3 separate regions of the Ovis aries genome follow, and all the other regions are linked to region 1. Evidence: chromatin contacts called from public Hi-C data. All regions are on one chromosome and are shown on one strand. Each heading gives the region's core, a stretch centred on a gene start, on an enhancer-like site or on the middle of the called end of the contact. The rest is flanking DNA. Distances are from core to core; before and after follow the strand shown.

Evidence for each region. Hi-C and Micro-C count contacts between places; a contact is called where the count stands out from the background.
Region 2: a contact with region 1 is called in a Hi-C map of tail adipose tissue, with 4 times the contacts expected there. The contact joins the promoter of TRMO here to the promoter of TBC1D2 in region 1. A contact is called at or near these places in 7 of 16 Hi-C or Micro-C datasets (blood, liver, mixed tissues and 3 more).
Region 3: a contact with region 1 is called in a Hi-C map of liver, with 5 times the contacts expected there. The contact joins the promoter of NANS here to the promoter of TBC1D2 in region 1. A contact is called at or near these places in 9 of 16 Hi-C or Micro-C datasets (blood, liver, mesenteric adipose tissue and 3 more).

What each region holds. Positions count from the first base shown.
Region 1 is chr2:49,516,950-49,521,701 of ARS-UI_Ramb_v3.0, forward strand. TBC1D2 (TBC1 domain family member 2) reads left to right here and starts at 2,008. Exons shown (of 13, transcript XM_004004228.5): 1 at 2,008-2,404. The coding sequence starts at 2,030.
Region 2 is chr2:49,771,703-49,776,454 of ARS-UI_Ramb_v3.0, forward strand. It overlaps TRMO (tRNA methyltransferase O), which reads left to right and starts at 2,710. Exons shown (of 5, transcript XM_042243215.1): 1 at 2,710-2,836. The coding sequence starts at 2,761. It overlaps HEMGN (hemogen), which reads left to right. Exons shown (of 4, transcript XM_027963903.3): 4 at 1-382.
Region 3 is chr2:49,680,659-49,685,410 of ARS-UI_Ramb_v3.0, forward strand. NANS (N-acetylneuraminate synthase) reads right to left here and starts at 2,478. Exons shown (of 6, transcript XM_004005271.5): 1 at 2,271-2,478. The coding sequence starts at 2,402.

The DNA.
Region 1 (4,752 bases), core at 758-3,257:
AACTGATGTTGAAGCTGAAACTCCAATACTTTGGCCACCTGATGTGAAAAGTTGACCCATCTGAAAAGACCCTGATGCTGGGAAAGATTGAGGGCAGGAGGAGAAAGGGACGACAGAGGATGAGATGGCTGGATGGCATCACCAACTCAATGGACATGAGTTTGGGTGAACTCCAGGAGTTGGTGACGGACAGGGAGGCCTGGCATATTGTGGTTCATGGGGTCACAAAGAGTCAGACACAACTGAGTGACTAAACTGAACTGAATCAGAAAAGAAGGGAAATCTCTTCCTAACCTGGCAGTGCTAGTCCTTGTAGGCAGTGGCACAAGACATGTAAGGGTCCCTGGAGGAATAACCTCTGGAGCAACCTCTACCAACGCTGGTAATGGGCCCTAAGCCTGATACCCAACTGGAAGGAATTACTAACCATACCAGGAACCAACTCATAGAAAGGTACACCTGAACTAAATTTGGATTTTATTGCTTTCATTCCCCGCTTTGGCTGGAACAACAGTGTAATTAACATATTACTGATTTTGTAACTGAAAATTCGGTCCTCCTTCCCAATGCAGACTGAGGATAATGAGAAGGTTCTGAGGATAAAGGAAAACGAAATTTATTGATTTGACAGCAAATGAGGACAGTAGCAGACTAACTTCCTGAAAATTACCGTCCTGCCTTCTGGGGAGAAACCAAGAGTATTTAAGGAAAGTCTTGAGACTGGGGTTAAAAGGAACAAGCAAAACTAGCAAGAAGGCCCGCCAGCATTAATCAGTAACAAAAAATGCAAACTTAGTTCCCAGCAATGCAAGGGGAAGACAGGAAAAACAGTTTTAGAAATCATCTACCAAAACAGTTTTAACCTTTCGGCCCTTTTACAGTTTTACAGTTCAGGATGTTACTTCTTCATTAGTTTATTAAGAGACATTACCCGGTATACTAGTGACCTGGGAAATACTGTTATTATAAATTTTAATTTCTGCAGTGAGCCTCTATTTAAAAAAATTACTGTACTGGCAAAGACAATCTCAGTCTCTGAGCATAATTTACCCGGAAAAATGAGAATTTTGTTAAGGACTGCAGAGAAAGAGGAGCTAAGAAAGGTCTAGGACACCGTGATGGCTCGAAAGAGGTGGACAGAAATGGGCTCTACAGCCCAAATGGAGGGATGCGCCTAAGGCAGGAGGGAAGGGGAAAAACTTAAGGTCAAGTGGTAGAATGAGACATGAAGTTGAGCGAGTTAGTCAGGGCCTAGGTACACATTTGTCTGTGTACACAATTTGCTGAGTCCAACCCTCGTCAGGCACCGGGTTCTGTCAGGGCAGCAGCCAGACCCAGGTAACGCAAGCAGACAGAAAAGGAGGCTGGGACAGAGTGGGGAAAGGCCGCCGCGGTCAGGAGTGAGTCACGAATAAACAGCCGCGGGTAATCAGCCTACGAGCCCCACACGCCGTGAGCAGTGCCGGATGTGGAGACACTGAGCAGGGCGTCCCTTTCAGCCAATGGCCGCGCGGTCCGCCGTCCGACGGTGACCGGAGCGGTACCTGGGGAGAAAAGGCGGGAGGCCCATGAGGAGCGAGAAAGGACCACCCCTCCACGTCATTACGCGAGTTACCAGAGCAGTGTATCGGAGGGCCCGCGTCTCTTTCAGTTTCCCTTCCGCGGGTTAACTAATTCAGAGACACCACGCCTTCAACCTGTGGACCGCCTCATGCCGGAAGCTGCCCCCAGTAAAGATGGCGGACAGGCAACGAGGAAAAGCCTGAAGTAGGCGGGTAAGGAGGAGCCGGCAGAGGGCGGGCCGGGGCGTGTCGTGAAGGCCGAGGCCCGAATGGGCGTGGCCATCCGTCCCCACTGGGCTTTCGATCTATGAGGCTCACAAGCTGCAGCCAACCGAGTCCCTCCGTCGTCTCCTGGAGGCGGGTCACCACTGGCCCCGCCCCCGTCGGATCACTCCCTCTTGGAAGGTTATCACCTGAGTTTTCAAGATTTGACTTGGGTTGGGCCACTAACCTCCAGTCCCTCTGCGATGGAGGACGCGCAGGAGAACACCGCGGAGTCTGGTTCCTCCGTCCAGTGGTCCGAAGAGCCTGCTGGCTTGGCCAAGGTCCCCGAGGTGTCGCTTTCTGAGGAGTCGGAGGGCTGCACCCGGCCCCTGGAGGCGGCCCCCCCAAAACTCTGTGGATATTTAAGTAAGTTTGGTGGCAAGGGGCCCATCCGGGGCTGGAAGTCCCGCTGGTTCTTCTTCGACGAGAGGAAATGTCACCTGTATTATTCGCGGACCGCGCAGGATGCGAATCCGTTGGACAGCATCGACCTCTCCAGTGCGGTCTTTGACTGCAAGGCGGACGCCGAGGAGGGGACTTTCGAAATCAAGACTCCCAACCGGATAATTACCTTGAAGGTAAATGGAGCACTTTTTCCCCTTTTTGGCCGGGATGGGATCCAGGGCACCGCCGAGCACGGGTGGGTGCTCACAATAAACTTATCATAATCACCGACCCCGATCACCTCAGTGAACCCTGGGTGCCCAGGATTTTGTGCTTTTCAAAGCACATTCACACCCATTTCCTCATTAGGTTCCTGCAGTAAAGGCCGGGATGATGGACCTATATTACGGATCAAAAAACTGAGTCATAAAGGGGTAAAGGGACTGGTTTGAGTCACACCACTAAAAAGTAGTGTAGCCCACACTTGGAATCTCATAGCTTTCCTACCTCTCACTACCCTATCAACACTTTTAGGATACAGTCCATTGGGTTCCAAAACAGTGAGACAAGACTTAACCAGCTTAACAACAAAAAACTAGGCAGTTACCATAACTTCCATACTTAGGGCTGAAGTACAGTCAAGATACGAGCTTTGCAATCCTCTTTCAAGGCCTGGATTCTGAATTACTTTTCTTGATGTTGTAGCCAAGGGGAGTGAATGCTGAGAAAACATTGGCAGAGATTGGGAGATAAATACTTAGGTTCCACTGATCAACCTACATTGGTCATTGAAGCATATTCAAACCTATTTTCTCATCAGTAAGTTCTGTTTTATTATCATATTTAACTGGAAAAGCCTGAAGCATTGCAAAGACCATGTGCTTTGAAATCAGACAGGCTTGGATTCAAATTCTGCATCAGCTACTTACTAACTGTGTGGCTCTGGGCAAGTTAACCTCTTAGTACCTAGATAGTTTGTGAGACTAAAACAAGGTATGTAAGCACCTGGCACATCACAGGCCCCTGCAAGTTACTGAATTAATCTCAGCCTAGACTACTGCTGGCATCTAGTGGGGGCGCAATACATATTTGTTGACTGAACACACAAACTGACAGAACCAAGGTCAGAAAGTTCTTGTCAAGTGAAAGTGCCTAGAACTTAACTAGAAAGAAAGATTGGTGTGGGCTAGGAGTTCTGGAATTCACACTCAGAGAGCAGTGTGCCAGTGGATTGCTTCTCTCCCACCCCCACTTCCTGCCTATGGAGAATCTATTGAGCCCCTGGATATAGCTCACAGCTTTTAGTTGCACTTTAATGACTAGGCCAGTCTTGTGATCAGGCTGCAGTGGCGGGTGGGGGAGAGTCCATCAGGAGAAAACGATGGCCGAGCTGGGGCATCGGGGAAGGAGACTTATGCAGGTGGCTATGGATATGAGAGAGGAGTCAAGGATGGCTTTTGTAACTGGCTGACTGCCTGGTTGGGCCAGTCACTGACGGGAGGGAACCCCAGATGAGGAAACAACAGGACATGCAGTCTATGTCCCCTTGATAGATTCTTAAGTTTCAAGAGGAGAAGGGCCGTGTGGGCTCACCAGTATCTCCATTGCCTACCACAGTCCCTGACACATACCATAGATGCTCAATATACACATATCCAGAGAATTAATAAAATGGGATGTTTGGGTGTGAGTGGGAGTTTGTGAGCACAAGGTCATGGTGAAGCCCTGAAAGTAGCTAAGGTCTCTCAGGGAAAGCGCTGATATATAGAAAGAGAATGGTAGGCAGCGTTTTATCTGATTTGATCCCTCCATGGCAGGCTGAGAGCCCCTTTCATGGACCCCCCAGCCTTCTGCACACCTCACCAGTGGCCCTCTTGAGAAGAGGGCTTGCCCTGGTTGCTTGCTCATATTCTCACATGGCCTTGACTGTGGTCTTCTCTGTGAGGCTCACCTTCTAATCCTAGCAAGCTGCCCAGCTTCTGCAGCCCATCTGATCCCAGGCCTTCTCTCTGTAAGTCACAATCTCCTGGCGATAAATTATAACAGGTCTCTGGCTTAGAAGTGGGAGACCCGGGTTCTGGGACCAGCTCTACCACCACCTGCCTGGGCCACCTCACAGCTTTAGTTTCTCCAAGTTTCTCCATTTATAGAAGGGGCCAAGCACTCCTGCCCTGCTTCCCCAGTGGAGGATTAGGCAACGTAATGGATGTGAGAGTAGGTGGGTGGACCATCCAGTACCGGGGGACTGATGACCAGCGTCAGGCATATCTTGTGTGGGCTGCCTGGAGGCGCCACTGTATTGTTGTTGAGTGCATATGACTTTCCAGGTCCCAGTCATATCATCCTCAGAAAGGAGGGATTCTCCTCATTCCACAAAGTTGACTAGGACACTGAGATGTCACACGAGAAGGTAGTGATGCTACCCAGGCCCCAGCCAAGTCAGAATTTCAAAGCTCTCTCACTCTCTCTCAACGCCTCCAAACTCTTTTAACCAGTGAGCACATGTTGAGCTCCTGCTACATGTCAGGAACTCTGCTGGACA
Region 2 (4,752 bases), core at 1,460-3,959, 260 kb after region 1:
AAACAAATATTGCAAAAGAAGAGAGTAATGCTAATACTCTTTGGATAGAAGATACAACCAAGGAATACTCACGTTTTTGCCAGAGTGACTTGAAAAAATTACACGAGTGGAGCCTTGAAAGTTAGAGAAGATTTGTATTATAGGTGAGGATAGCAGCTTTATTGTTTGTGACACAAAGAAGGGTGAATTCAAGATATGTTCAAGAACTGCATGCAATGTACTACAGTTAATGCAGGGTCCATGTGGAATAGCAGAATTAAAGTTTGGGGAGAATCCATCTAGCCCTACCTTGGGCTTACCCTCCTCTCATTGTGGGTGTAATGGTTGTTCTTTAAAATGCATGAATCTTATGATATTAAATCTAATATGATGTGTGATAAGATCCAAAGCTTTAATTGATTTTCAGAAGAATCCTTCACTCAAATGAAAGATTAAGAATCATTATACTGGGACACCCCTGGTGGTTCAGTGACTAAGAATCCGCCTTCCAGTGTAGGGGACACAGTTTGATCCCTGGTCAGGGAATTAAGATCCCATATGCCACGGGGTATCTAAGTCTGAACACCACAACAAAGATCCTCCGGGCTGCAACTAAGAAAAAAAAAAAAAGAATCATTATATGGAGGAGTGTTTCTCAAAGTGTAGGCAGATACCTACTTTGAATCATTTAGGGTTTGGTTTTTTTTTAAGGCAGATTCTTAGATCCTACCTCTAGAGAAAAGATTGTATCATAAACTACAAATAATCACATATAATTGTTATTTATATAATCATATATCCTCTAGACAGGGTAATAAAAATTGCAAATCATATAATGAAAGTGCTACATATTTAAGTTCCTGCTTTCCATAAAGAGAACTTTTTCCTTTAAATCAAGTAACAATCTACTTCATCAGTGTCTCCAAGTCTGCTATGCATTTCAGAACATGTCACACTTGGTATCGTATTTTTGGCGTGACTTTCATTGTATATGATATCTAAGGCCAAGAAGGCAAATACCTCTTTTGGGCCACAAAGCGACTATCACTTTTAGCAACACCCCCATCTAGTGGAAAATTGCAGCCATTACGGCCCCAGTTTTACATCGTGCAAAGAGCTCAACAGTTCTCAACTTACTTTTGTTTCATAGCTGCCCAGAACTGTTCCCTCATGAAAACAGAATAAAGGTATTCTTTTTCAAATTTCACGTGGAAAAAACCTATCAGAGGACATGTAGGGTTATGAACTTTATCACTTTTAAAAGTTTTTGTTTTAAAACCCACAATCCTCTCTTTAAATCTTTGACTCCTTCTGATGGTTATTTTCTGATGGTGGTCTATTAGTTAATGACAAATGAACATGTTTAGGATCAGCTTTTCATGGTTGTTAAACTTTTAAATCTGTGGAGTTTTACGATCTTGAATAATTTGTTTTGCAAGCAATATGTCTCTCTCCCTCCCCTAGCCCAAGAAAAAATAGGATAAAAAACTCAGAAGCAGAATTAAGTATACAGAGAAACTTTATAAATATACAGGTGGGAGACGAGGTTACAAGTAAGTAGGTAAGAGGCCTTGGTGGCTTAGATGGTTAAGAATCTGCCTGCAATGCAGGAGACCTGGGTTCAGTACCTGGGTGGGGAAGATGACCTAGAGAAGGGAATGGCTACCCACTCCAGCATTCTTGCCTGGAGAATTCCATAGGCAGAAGAGCCTGTCGGGCTACAGTCCATGAGGTCACAGAGTCGGACACAACTGAGCGACTAACACACGCACACACGTGAGAGGCCAGGCTAGCGCTGCAGGGGTAACTGGTATTGCAGGTGCTGAAAACTGATTCTTGTAGGCCCTCAACTTTTTAGAGCTTCCCCCAAACAACCACTACAATCCCAATGTATATGGCCGTTGACTCAGTTTCATTCTCACTTCAGTTCTCGTGAGGTATGGAGCACAAGGAATAGTCCCCACTTCTTATCTCTACCTAGTCTGGTGTAGAGCTACACATCCATTAGATTTGAAACGAGGTTTATTTGGGTTTCTTTTCTGACTAAACATCCTTTTTATTATGGAAAAATTGGGAGCATACAGAGAAGTATAAACGACCATCTGTGTATTCCCACTACTCAAGAAGTATTAACGTTTTCTTAACATCCCGTCATCTCGCTATGTGATAACTGTATATACATATTCTTTTTATTTAAAAATTAGCATCATGCGTTGGATGAGTAGGTTGCTTATTATTTCCAGTATCTTTATGCATAAACCTTCATCAACTTGTTCTCAATGGAAAGGGCGATAAGTGAAGTGAAGTCGTTCAGTCGTGTCCGACTCTTTGCCACCCCGCGGACTGTAGCCCGCCAGGCTCCTTAGTCCATGGGACTCTCCAGGCAAGAATACTGGAGTGGGTTGCCATTTCCTTCTCCAGGGGAATCTTCCCAACCCAGGGATCGAACCGGGGTCTCCTGCATTGCAGGCAGATGCTCTATCCTCTGAGCCACCAGGGAAGGCCGAAAGGGCGGTAACTTGTACCCTAAAACTGAAGCGGGTCCGTGAGAGACAGCACAAGACAGATGCAGAAGCGGAATAAGGCCTCCAACCTCTAACCGCCACCTAGTGGTAGCCTCTGACATCCCCCGCCCGCAGCCTCAATCCCCTAACGCCCCCGCCCTGCGCGTGCTCAATCTTGGCGCCATCCGCCGGCACAGCTACTACGCAGGCGCCAGGTAGGGAAACCGGAAGCGGAAGGTTTGAACGCGTTGGGTGGGCTCCTGTGTGACCCGTAGCCATGCGCGACTTGAAAGAGTCCGGGCCTCGCGCCACAGCGACCCCGTGCGGGTGTGTGAAGCCGGCTCTGGAGACAGGTAACTTCTAAGAGGCTGGCGGTTCTGCGCGCGTTAAGACCTCCAGGAACAGGGAACCGTTTTCACTGCAGAGGGGGGACGGGACTTGCGAGACCTTGAATAGACCAGGGTCGTTTTTTCGTATTTATTGCGAAGTTATGGATCATGTGCTCAGGCGACCACGTGATGTGTCTGAGGTGAGCGGGATGATGTCATCTCTTTGCTCTTTGGTGGCTAAGGTTGGCAAGGTCTTGGCGGAACAGCCACGTGCACTAAGAACTACTGTGTACTGTGACCCCAGGCACTCCCTTTATTGCTTAAAACTAGTTCGTTTCATGTATTGTGTTGTTTTCCATTAAAAGCATCTTATATGCAACCCGTGTCCTTATCTTTTATTCTTTGCCTTGTATTTCACACTCCATCAAACTGTTTTGTTCCCTTCTTATGCTAGAAAATTTGTCATTTAACTTTGTGCACCTTATTCTCTCTATTTGAAATACTCCATAGTCCTGACCAAGGTCGCATACATAGTTATGGTAGCATAGAATTTGAATTATAGTAAGTCTTCTAAACATGAATTTTTCCTTTCACCCATGTCCTTTCCAGTTTATTATCTAAAAGGATATAACAATGCATATGTAATGATGAGGATATTTATATGTACTTATGAATGTCAGACACGGCTGAGTGACTGAACTGAACTGAACTGATGAATGTTTTAAGAGTCTTGTTTTATAGTTGCGTAACATCTGGTGTGCTGTTGGTCCATGGGGTTGCAAAGAGTCGGACATGACTGAGTGACTGAACTGAACTGAACATCGGGTAGAGGCTTCCCTGGTGGCTCAGTGGTAAAGAATACACCTGCCAAGGCAGGAGACGCAGATTGGATCCCTGGGTCAGGAAGATCCCCTGGAGTACGAAATGGCAACCCACTCCAGTATTCTTGCCTGGAAAATTCCACGGACAGAGAAGCCTGGCCAACTATAGTCTGGGGCATCACAAAGTTGGACAGCTATAGTCTGGGGTGTCACAAAGTTGGACAAGACTGAGCATACACGCATGTAGGAAATATCTGGTAGATTTTAAAACTATGAAGTCATTGGGTTAAAGAAAACACGTCTTCCTACATCTTTTCTTGACCTTTTTTTTGTTGTTATTTTTGCCTGCTTGGAAAAGAAAAATAATCATGGTGGGTTTTAATACATTGTGTTAACACTATTTTGTAGGAAATTGTGACTTCTCTTTAAATAATTTTTCTATTATATTTTATTTTTAAAATTTTTCATTGAAATATAGTAGATATATAATGTATTAGTTTCAGGTGTACAGCAAACTGATTCAGTTATATGTATGTGTGTATTCTTTTTATATATTCTCTTTATAATAACCATTATAGGTTATAAGATATTGAGTATAGTTTTCCAGGCTGTACAGTAGGTCATTTTTGGCTGTTTTATGTAAAATAGTGTGTATATGTTAAGCCCAAACTCCTACTTTATCCTCCTCTTCCCCTTTTGGTAACCGTAAATTTGTTTTCTGTGTCTGTGAGTCTATTTGTTTTGTAAATAAGTTTGTTTTTATCTTTTTTTTAGATTCCACCTATAAGCAATATCATGTATTTGGCTTTCTCACTTAGCATGAAGTCTGGTTTACTTAGCATGATAATCTCTAGGTCTGTCTGTGCTGTGCTGTGCTGTGCTGAGTCGCTCAGTCATGTCCAGCTCTTTGCCACCCCATGGACTGTAGCTGGCCAGGCTCTCTGTCCATGGGGATCTCCAGACACGGATACTGGAGTGGGTTACCATGGGCTCCTCTGGGGGATCTTCCCAACCCATGGTTTGAACCCAGATCTCGCTCATTGCAGGTGGATTCTTTACCTTCTGAGCTACCAGGGAAGCCCAAGAATACTGGAATGGGTAGCCTATCCCTTCTCCAGA
Region 3 (4,752 bases), core at 1,228-3,727, 160 kb after region 1:
CTCTCTTGGATAAGTCACTCCCTATCTCTGGCCTCAGTTTCTCTGTCTGTACAAATGGCCGTGTGGAACAGCTCCAAGGCCTGTAACTTTCTGAGGAGTCCCTGATGGGGGTGGCGTTAGCTGTTTTGCCCATGTGGTTTCTGTATGGCATCTTGTTTGAACAAGAGGTTCTGGGGCAATGGCAAGCAAAAAAATTTAAAAATGCCCCAGCTTTACTGAACAGAAGCTGTAATATAAAAGCTGGATTGTCTGACTATAAAAGCTATAATTTTATTGCCAGTTAGCCTCCAAGCTCTCAAAATTGTTTTTTGTAAAGCCACTCAGTAGAAAGATAAGGAAAACTCTCTCAAGTCTCAGCTCACTGACACTGCTGTAGACACCCAGGTCTTCACGTTGCTGGAAACCTGGGCTCCAGAAATGTCTGTGCTCAGAGTGTCCCTTTCAGTCCTGGAAAAGCCACAAAATGGCACGGTCAGAACTTGATGCTAGAAAGAAATTCAAAGAACATTAGACTGAAAGTGACCTTTTTGTTTCTTTGTCCAAGCTTTTATTGCTTCTCTACTGGCAAAAAAGCAAACTGCCAAATAAGTCAAGGTGTAACACACCCTTTGCATCAAATTTGAAAGTTAGGTGATGCATTTAAGGCACTTGACCCAGTAAGCATTAAAAAATGTTAGCAATTGTTACTCTTTAAAAGTATATTTTACTTTTTAGATTTCACCCATACGTGATAACATACAGTATTTGTTTTCCTCTGACTTGTTTCACTAAGCATAATATCCTCCAGGTCCATTCACATCGTTGTAAATGACAGAATATCATTCTTTTTTATGGCTGAATAATATTCCATTGTGCATACATACTATATCTTTATCCATTCGTTTGTCGATGGACACTTAGGTTTCAAACAGACTCACAGATCTAGAGAACAAACAAATGGATACCAGTGGGGAGAGGGAAGGAGTGATGGGCAAGAAAGGGGTGTGGGATTGAGAAGTACCATCTACTATGTATAAAATAAATGAGCAACGAGGATATACTGTACAGGAGAGGGAAATACAACTATTGTTTTACAATAACTTTAAATGGAGGAGTATAATCTATAAAAATATTGAATCACTATGTTCTATACCTGAAACTAATACTATTGCAAATCAATTATACTTCAATGAAAAAATAAATAAAAATTTTAAATAAAAGTATTTCTTTTTTTGGCCACGTGGCACCCAGGATCTTAGTTTTCCAACCAGGGATCAAATCCACATCCCCTACAGTAGAAGCAGAGTCTTAACCACTGGACTGCCAGTGAAGTCCCCAAATAAAGTATCTTTATGATTCTGTAGGGTTCCATAAAAGCAGAGTTAGTCCTGAAAGAGTAAAAGAAAACCTAATTACGAATGACAGAACAGCTCTGGCTGAAGAGAAGTGAAAGGAAAAAAAGATTTAGTGAACTACCTCTAAACCAAGGAATCACAGTGCAGATCTTATGCTGGGGACTGGGTTTACAATGAAGAATGTGACAGGTCCCCCCTTCAGAGCACTCACAGTTTAACAAAGAGAGTTTAAACAGACCCTGACAATGCAATCCCATGGGAAAAATTACAAGAACCCAACTCTGAAAGGAGGAGTTGGAGAGAGCATCCAAGAGAAGAGGGGGCATGAGCGTTCATTAACATCGTATCTCTAGTAGCTAACATGCATTGAGTCCTATTTGCCAAGTACTGTACTAACAGTTTTACATCTTTACTTTATTCTCAAAATTCTATGAAGTAATTACAAGGAATGAGAGAGACAACGGCAACTTTCAGGAACTTCCTTGAAGTAATTCACTGTCGCAGAAAATGTCAGAGATTTAAAAAATGATAGGCTGAAAGAGGTCAGGTCATTAAAGTCTTGAAGACTTTATTAAAGGGTTTCGACTCTACAGTGGCAGTGCATAGCCACTGAAGGCTCATCGAATCTGTGTTTCAGAAAGATCATTCTGCCACCAGAAAGGGGGGAGAGAGGTCGGGTTAGGGGGCAATTGTAGTAATGCAAACAAATCAGGAGGGTGGCAAAGAGATGAAGAACAGGATTCGAAACATTTGGAAGTGAACCTGGAGAGCTGGACGCCAGGCCGGATGCAGGGCACCGAGAGGCAGAGCGAGGATGATTCGGGCTCTCCGCAGCCCCGCCCCACCCCTGTCCAGGCCGCTCTTCCTCCAGGCCCTTCCCTACCCCGCCCCCCGCCCCCGGGCTAGTGCCCGAGTTGTCTAGACTGTCCCCCTCACCTTAGCCATGAGGATCATGCGCTTGGCCACGTCCAGATCGCCCTGGTGGTTCTGGCCGATCTCGGCAATGATAAAACATGGATGCTGCCCGCCCACCCAGCGCCCAGGACACAGCTCCAGCTCCAGCGGCATGGTGGCAGCTCACGCTTCCCTGCTGCACCAGCAGTCAGGGGCCCGCCACCTCCTCGGTGGGTTAGGTCCGCAGCCCAGCGGGACCCACACACCGGCCCCGCCACGTCAGTCCTTGCCCGCCGGGCAGCCAACCCCCAAGCACGGCCTCGCTCCCGACAGCCAATCAGATTAGGGGGCGGAGCCACCCTCTAGGAGAGCGGTGCGGCGGAAAGAGGAAGTCCAGCAGCCTTGCCTGGAGCTTGGAGTATGGCTTACAGCCGAGAGCGTAACCTCTGACGGTCGTAGGGTGCGTGCATCGGTGAGCAAACATTTCCCTAAGGAGGCTGAAGGCTGGCTTCCTTGGGCGTGAAGAGAATGCGCCCTACGGTGTGATGGAAAGAATGAATTCTGGAGTTATAATTACAGAGCTGGTTGGCGCCCACCCCTGCTCTTGATCATGAATACCTTACCCTTCTGAGCTTTATTTTCCTCTTTCTCTGAACTGGAAAAATTATAGACTCTACATCCTAAGGTTCGTGACATAGCGTATAGATCACCGTGATCACAGTACTTGGACTGTAAGCTTTTGATAAGTGGTTGCTGGTCCTATTATATGAGAGGCAACAAGTTCAAAAAGTTCACTGACTTGTCCACAAGCTATCCAGAAAGCCGCGGTGGAGCTGGGACTAGGACCCTGGATTGCCTTCCAGCCTAGGGCTCTTGCAATACTCTGTCAGTTCAGTCGCTCAGTCGTGTCCGACTCCTTGCGACCCCATGAATCGCAGGCTCCCTGTCCATCACCAACTCCCGGAGTCTACCCAAACTCATGTCCATTGAGTCGGTGATGCCATCCAGCCATCTCATCCTCGGTCGTCCCCGTCTCCTCCTGCCCCCAATCTCTCCCAGCATCAGGGTCTTTTCCAATGAGTCAACTCTTCACATCAGGTGGCCAAAGTATTGAAGTTTCAGCTTCAGCATCAGTCTTTCCAATGAACACCCAGGGCTGATCTCCTTTAGGATGGACTGGTTGGATCTCCTTGCAGTCCAAGGGACTCTCAAGAGTCTTCTCCAACACCACACTTCAAAAGCATCAATTCTTTGGCGCCCAGCTTTCTTCACAGTCCAACTCTCACATCCATACATGACCACTGGAAAAACCATAGCCTTGACTAGACAGACCTTTGTTCGCAAGTAATGTCTCTGCTTTGAATATGCTATCTAGGTTGGTCATAACTTTCCTTCCAAGGAGTAAGCATCTTCTAATTTCATGGCTACAGTCACCATCTGCAGTGATTTTGGAGACCCCCTAAATAAAGTCTGACACTGTTTCCACTGTTTCCCCATCTATTTCCCATGAAGTGATGGGACCAGATGCCATGATCTTAGTTTTCTGAATGTTGAGCTTTAAGCCAACTTTTTCACTCTCCTCTTTCACTTTCATCAAGAGGCTTTCGAGTTCCTCTTCACTTTCTGCCATAAGGGTGGTGTCATCTGCATATCTGAGGTTATTGATATTTCTCCCGGCAATCTTGATTCCAGCTTGTGTTTCTTCCAGCCCAGCATTTCTCATGATGTACCCTGCATATAAGTTAAATAAGCAGGGTGACAATATACAGCCTTGACGTACTCCTTTTCCTATTTGGAACCAGTCTGTAGTTCCATGTCCAGTTCTAACTGTTGCTTTCTGACCTGCATATAAGTTTCTCAAGAGGCAGGTCAGGTGGTCTGTATTCCCATCTCTTTCAGAATTTTCCAGTTTATTGTGATCCACATAGTCAAAGGCTTTGGCATAGTCAATAAAGCAGAAACAGATGTTTTTCTGGAACTCTAGCTTTTTCAATGATCCAGCAGATGTTGGCAATTTGATCTCTGGTTCCTCTGCCTTTTCTAAAACCAGCTTGAACATCTGGAAGTTCATGGTTCACTTATTGCAATACCCTATACTGAGTTGCAACAAAACTGAGAAATAAGTTTGAAGGAAAAAGCAAACTTGATTCTCTGCTTGACTTCCAGAACTAATGAGCAAAGTAACAACAACGGAAGGGAGAGGAAGAGGCACTTCTGGATGGAAGGGAGAAGGGTAGGTTTGGGACACTTGGTATAAATATGCAGGTGAGGGACTTCCCTGGTGGTCCAGTGGCTAAGACCAGGCTTCTAATGCAGGGGCCCCAGGTTCAATTCCTGGTTAGGGAACTAGATCCCACACACTGCAACTAAAGATCCCACATGCTTCAACAGAAGATTGAAGGTCCCACGAGGCATAGACAAAGTAAATAAATATTAAAAAATAAATATACAGGTGAAACTGTTCATTAGGTAGGAGGAGAGGCAGTTCTGAGGCTCAGTGTGGGTCTGGGCTGGAGATAGAAAT